2 separate regions of the Macaca mulatta genome follow, and region 1 is linked to region 2. A link is a contact called in public Hi-C data. All regions are on one chromosome and are shown on one strand. The core of a region is the stretch at or near the end of the contact, and the rest is flanking DNA. Distances in the headings are between cores, read along the strand shown. Region 1 has its middle 100 kb from the start of IKZF1. Region 2 overlaps IKZF1 (IKAROS family zinc finger 1).

Region 1 (2,700 bases), core at 1-2,500, 160 kb before region 2:
TGGGAATTTTACCAAAATAAATAAATAATGATTGCAGAATTACTGTGCGGGTGTTTTTAAGAGCCCAGTCTGCAAATGGGGTAAACGGCCACCAGGTGGCAGTACTGACTAGGTCCTTGAATCAACCAATGTGGAGCCCACAGATAGAATTCCGCATCACGATCTGGGGGAGGAAACTGAAGCCAGATCCCATGAAATCATTCGCCAGACGTTTAAAAAAGAAAAAAATCAGCTGATTCTATTCAGCGTGGCTTTGCTTTCTACAGAGGTCAAGTCTATCACATTGCTATCTTAAAGGACTTCACAATTGAAGTGATGGAAGCATATTATCTTCTTCCATCAGGCCGTATGTTTTGAGCACCCACTGTGTGCTGGCACTGAGCCAGGCACAGGGATTTGCAGGGAATGAAATCAGCTCCTGCCTTCCTGGAACTCACGGAGCACTTGTTCTTTCTTTCTTTCTTTCTTTCTTTCTTTCTTTCTTTCTTTCTTTCTTTCTTTCTTTCTTTCTTTCTCTTTCTTTCTCTCTCTCTCTTGCTTCCTTCCGTCTCTCTTTCTTCCTTTCCTTCTTTTCTTTCTTTCTTTCTTTCTTTCTCTTTCTTTTCTTTCTTTCTTTCTTTCTTTCTTTCTTTCTTTCTTTCTTTCTTTCTTTCTTTCTTTCTCTCTCTCTCGCTTTCTTCCTTCTCTCTTTTTCTTTCTTTGTTTCTTTTTTCTTTCTATCTTTCACTTCAACTTTTATTTTATATTCAGGAGGTACATGTGCAGGTTTGTTGTGTGCATATATTGCATGACCTGAGGTTTGGGGTACAATTGATCCCATCGGCTGGGTAGTGAGCATTGTACCCTATAGGTAGTTTTTCAGTCTTTCCCCCTCCCTCCCTCCCTTTCTAGTATCCTCCATGTCTGTTGCTGCCATCTTTATGTTCATGTGTACCCAATGTTCAGCTCCCTCTTACAAGTGAAAACATGTAGTATTTGGTTTTCTGCTCCTGTGTTAATTCACTCAGGATAATGGCCTCCAGCTGCATCCATGTTGCTGCAAAGGACATGATTTCATTTTTACAGCTGTGTAGTATTCCACGGTGTATATGTATTATGTTTCCTTATCTAGGCCACTGTTGATGGGCTCCAGGTTGGTTTTGCTATTGTGAATAAGCACTTGTTTATTACGACGTACCTAGGCAATGCCAGCACCGAAGTCTTACCCAGTTGACAGGAGTTCAAAGGGAGACAGCATCGGCTGTGGATGGGGGAGGGCAAGCCAGGAAGAGGGGCAGGTGAGTTCAAAGAGGAGGTGACATTTTAGTATGTTTTGAAGCCCTGTGTGACTCACACTTGCCTGCCAGGGAGGAAGATGAGGTTATTCCAGGCAGAGGAGCAGCCTGGCCAACAAGACCCTGCATAGCTGGCCACGGAAGTCAACTGAGGTTTCAGTGTGTATAGTGTGTGCAAAATTGGGGGTGGGGTGACACTAAAAAGAAACATGGGGCAGCTTGTGAAGGGTGCTGGACCTGTGATGACTCGCTTCCCTAAACACGGAGCAACTCATCACATTGCACAGGGTTTGGCCGGGCTGGGGGAGAATGGGGGATCAAAAGAAGGAAGCCAGGGCGTCCCTCCTGGGATGGAGGAGCTGGGCCAGGTGAATCTGGGAAGGAATCGACTTTAGGCTACCCACCCCAGCCCCCACCAGGTCGATGGGGTCCTCTGGAACTCCCACAGCACCCTCTATCGCCACACCTCTCCCCTCACACCAGTATCACTGGTGAGCTCCTCTGTCCCCTGGATTAGGAGAGGAACCCCCTGGAATGCTGCTGGAAACAGGCTTTTCCTTTTGTTTCTCTGTCCCATTAGGATCTGCCTAAGCTCCCGCGTGGAGTGGGTACCCTGTAAGCTGCCACGTGGTATGGACGCATGAGGGGCACGGAGCAGGGGCAGTCAGTGAGTGTCCCTGAGTTTTCTAAGGCAAAGCAGCAGCGGCAGATGATGGGACCTCCATGGGGAAGGCCACGATGCCAAAGAAGGAGGGAGAGGTGAGTGCTCTGGCACCAGGACCCAAGGCCTTCTCGTCCATGTTAGGCCGCAGCCCTCATTGCACATTAGCCTGTCCCTGGGCAGAAACACCCTGGGGTGCACAGCGTATGGGGAGCTCATGCTCCCGGGAGGGTGGCAGGGGAAGAGGAAGGTGCTGGAGCAGGCAGAGATAGATGCAAGGAGATGTAACCAGCAAAGATTTCCATCAAGGAGCTTAAAGAGGAGGGGTTAGGAAAAGCAGGTATGAGGTTGTTCAGCTCAAACTCATTCATTCTGGGCTGACCCTGTGGTCACTCCAAGGCTGGCATCGCTGCAGCACTGGGGCTGAAACTGGGGAGGCTACAACCAACTCCCCTCAGGGAATGTTGCTTCCAATGAGAGGAAGTTGACCAGAAACAGCAGCAAAGACAAAACCTGAATGCGGATATTTTCTTTCCCACTGGCGCTGGCAAGAGACTTACTCCAGCTGAGTGGCGCAGGCCAGCGGGTGTGGGCAGGGAAGGCCTCTTTGAGGAAGTGACATTTGAGCAAGACCTGGGGGAAAGGAGTGGCCGTTCCAGGCCGAGGGAAAGGCAGGGAGGAGATGGAGAGGCGGCCTTGGGTGGGGTGTGGGAAACTTGGCTGGGAAGGAAGTTGGTTCTGACTCCCAGAATTAGGGGAAGCCGG
Region 2 (2,706 bases), core at 40-2,539:
CTGACTTCTGAGTCTTGTAGAGACCAGATCTGACTCCTGCGGCCTTCTGCCCATAGAGCTGGCAGGCGGGGGAATGTGTGCAGAGTGAGGAGGGGCTGACCTGGCATTAAGAACAGTGGAGACTGCTGCCTATTTGGCTGCGCTGCTGTCCTTCTGCATGGAAAAGTCACTGTAAATAATGGACTCTACTTCTGAGTCAACTTTACTGAGCTGCCTTTTTAAATATATGTGTAGAAAGGGCGATCTCTGTGTGTCATTTGCACATGTGCATACACATGTGCACACACACACACATGCACACGTGATCACTCATGTACACATGTGTGTGCACCAGTGCACCAGACCAGATGCACCCACCCCAATCCACGCTCCTCAGCCCCTTGCTTTCCTCTGCAGACAGCCAGTTCAGCTACAGTTATGGCCAGATTGCCTGCACTCTGATCTTTACCATCACCAGGCTCATGGCTTGAGCTCGTGCCTGACAAATCCATTTTCTGGGAGGAAGGCGGAAGAAACTGCCAAGGCGGGACTGAAGACTTGACCTCCACCTGTAGTGGGGTCAGGTCACCGGAGGCTGGCTGGCTCCCCAGGATTTCTCAGCAAGATTACTACACAAATACCCCTTCCTTAAAGATTAGCGACCACTTAAAGACACAAAGTGTGCAGGACTGTACCCATGGCCGAGAGCCGCGGGATCAAGAGGGCGGCTGAGTTGTTCTTCCCGTCCCTCCTCCTCTGTGCTGAGTCACCTTCTGCTTGGAATTCTGACAGGGACCCGTTGGGCTTCTGGAAGGGAGGGACGGCAGAGGATCCACCCTCTGTGTGTCCTGGGGGAGATTACTTATCTCTGGCCTCCCTGAAGCAGGGCCTGGGCTTCTGGAATCTTTGGGGCTGACACCCTGTCAGCCCTGGGGATGAGAGGGAATGGCCATGTCTGTCTGCAGAGCCTGGGGAGGAGCCGAGCGCTGCCTCCGGAGTTCTCTTCAGTTGATCGCATCGGAGGACAAAGGCCACAGAAGTGGATTTAAACTCCTCAGCCCTTTCTTTGCATGTTTGTTCTCATTTGAAGTCAGAAGTGATATGTCCTACACCTCAAGAACGTGTGAAATGCACATACAATAACCCCATTTCAGGAAGCCAAGTCCAGCTTAACAGTCAAAACATTTCCTTCAGTCTTTAGTCCTTCACTTTGCCGAACTCCCTTTTACACCGGCAGCAACAGTTTAACCTGTTGCTTCTGTAAGAGTGTGCTACCGGGAAAACCACATCTGAAACACGTGTGCAGTTACATCAGCTAGAGCACATGCTAAACAGTTGATCAAAGGCTCTCGCCTTGTGGCCCACGCTGCAGACACTCTGACGACTGCCGAGCTCCGCAGCCCCAGGTCCCTTCCGCATTGCCTGCTTGCCTCTCTTCTCCATGTTGCAGGGAACACAGCCATCCGTCACCATGTGGCTCTGCCCAGTGCTGCCCCCACATGTCCTCACAAGGCCTTGATATGCAAAGGTGGCTCTCCACGCACACACCGTGAGCCCCTCCTGCCCACTGCATGGCCCACACTCTTGTGGGCAGCCCAGTTGTTTTGTAGAATTTCCCTTCCTTATCATTTTGGCCCATGTGATCCAGTACAAATCTCCCTTATTAGAATAAAATTTGGAATCACAAAATAAAATTTCATTTTTCACTTATGTTGAGGACCTCACACTCTTCACCCCTGCCACGATCCCTGACAAGAGCTTTCCTATCTAATCATTGTTCCTCCAGCCCTCTTAATTTTCTTCAGCCTTTCTTGATTGCCTGAATATCCCTTTCCCTTCTCCTTTTAAAGCATAAACCAAGCTTTCTTACTCCGTTCTCATTATCATTTTTCCATTTTCTTCTTTGCACATGATTCTCCTTAAATTATAAAACTTGGAGGTAATTTCTAGAGGTGCCATCATAGTGCTTCTGTCTAGTCAGTATCTTTAGAATAAGCAAATATCATTTTTACAAAAAAGTAGTATTTCTTCCAAAAAAGAGTAAGCAAGAAGGATACAACATTGGGAAAATATCCCTAAGCCTGTTCTTCAATCCATTGAATGTTTTCCTCTAAATTGTTATATGGAGATCCTGGACCCGGAAGTCGGCTGACATGAAACAGGCCTAGCAGGGGGGCTGAGGAAATGCTCCAACCTCAGGATCCAGGAAGATTGCACATGGCACCAAAATAATCACTTAAAAGCTAATCCCGGCCAGGCACAGTGGCTCACACCTATAATCCCAGCACTTTGGGAGGCCAAGGTGGGCAGATCATGAGGTCAAGAGATCAAGACCATCCTGACCAACATGGTGAAACCCCATCTCTACTAAAAATACAAAAATTAGCTGGGCATGGTGGCACACGCCTGTAGTCCCAGCTACCCTGGAGGCTGAGGCAGGAGAATCACTTGAACCCAGGAGGAGGAGGTTGCGCTGAGCCAAGATCACGCCACTGCACTCCAGCCTGGCAACAGAGCAAGACTCCATCTCAAAAAATAAAAAAAAAAATAAAAAAAGCTAATCCCATAAAAGAACCATCATTTTGAACCTGCTGTTTTCTTTCTTGTACTCTTTAGAAGTACCCCTTTCTCCCTTTATAAGCCATAGGTGTATTGATTGGAGCTTTTTCTATCTTAATTAGTGAACAATTAAAATTGTGTTAATAAAACATAAACAAAAATAGGACT

What was found. Hi-C and Micro-C count contacts between places; a contact is called where the count stands out from the background.
Region 1: a contact with region 2 is called in a Hi-C map of CD4 T cells, with 4 times the contacts expected there. The contact joins two enhancer-like sites. A contact is called at or near these places in 4 of 14 Hi-C or Micro-C datasets (CD4 T cells, blood, cortical neurons and 1 more).

Annotation. Positions count from the first base shown.
Region 1 is chr3:78,304,506-78,307,205 of T2T-MMU8v2.0, reverse strand. No RefSeq gene overlaps it. Among named protein-coding and RNA genes, the nearest start is that of IKZF1, 100 kb to the right of the region's middle. Within about 2 kb of position 1,250, at least 7 of the 40 cell types and tissues checked have an H3K27ac peak or open chromatin away from gene starts, as enhancers often do. A contact at or near this core is called in CD4 T cells and blood, where this site is marked.
Region 2 is chr3:78,145,659-78,148,364 of T2T-MMU8v2.0, reverse strand. All of the region lies in intron 3 of IKZF1 (IKAROS family zinc finger 1), which reads left to right. Among named protein-coding and RNA genes, the nearest start is that of IKZF1, 56 kb to the left of the region's middle. Within about 2 kb of position 1,289, at least 6 of the 40 cell types and tissues checked have an H3K27ac peak or open chromatin away from gene starts, as enhancers often do. A contact at or near this core is called in CD4 T cells and blood, where this site is marked.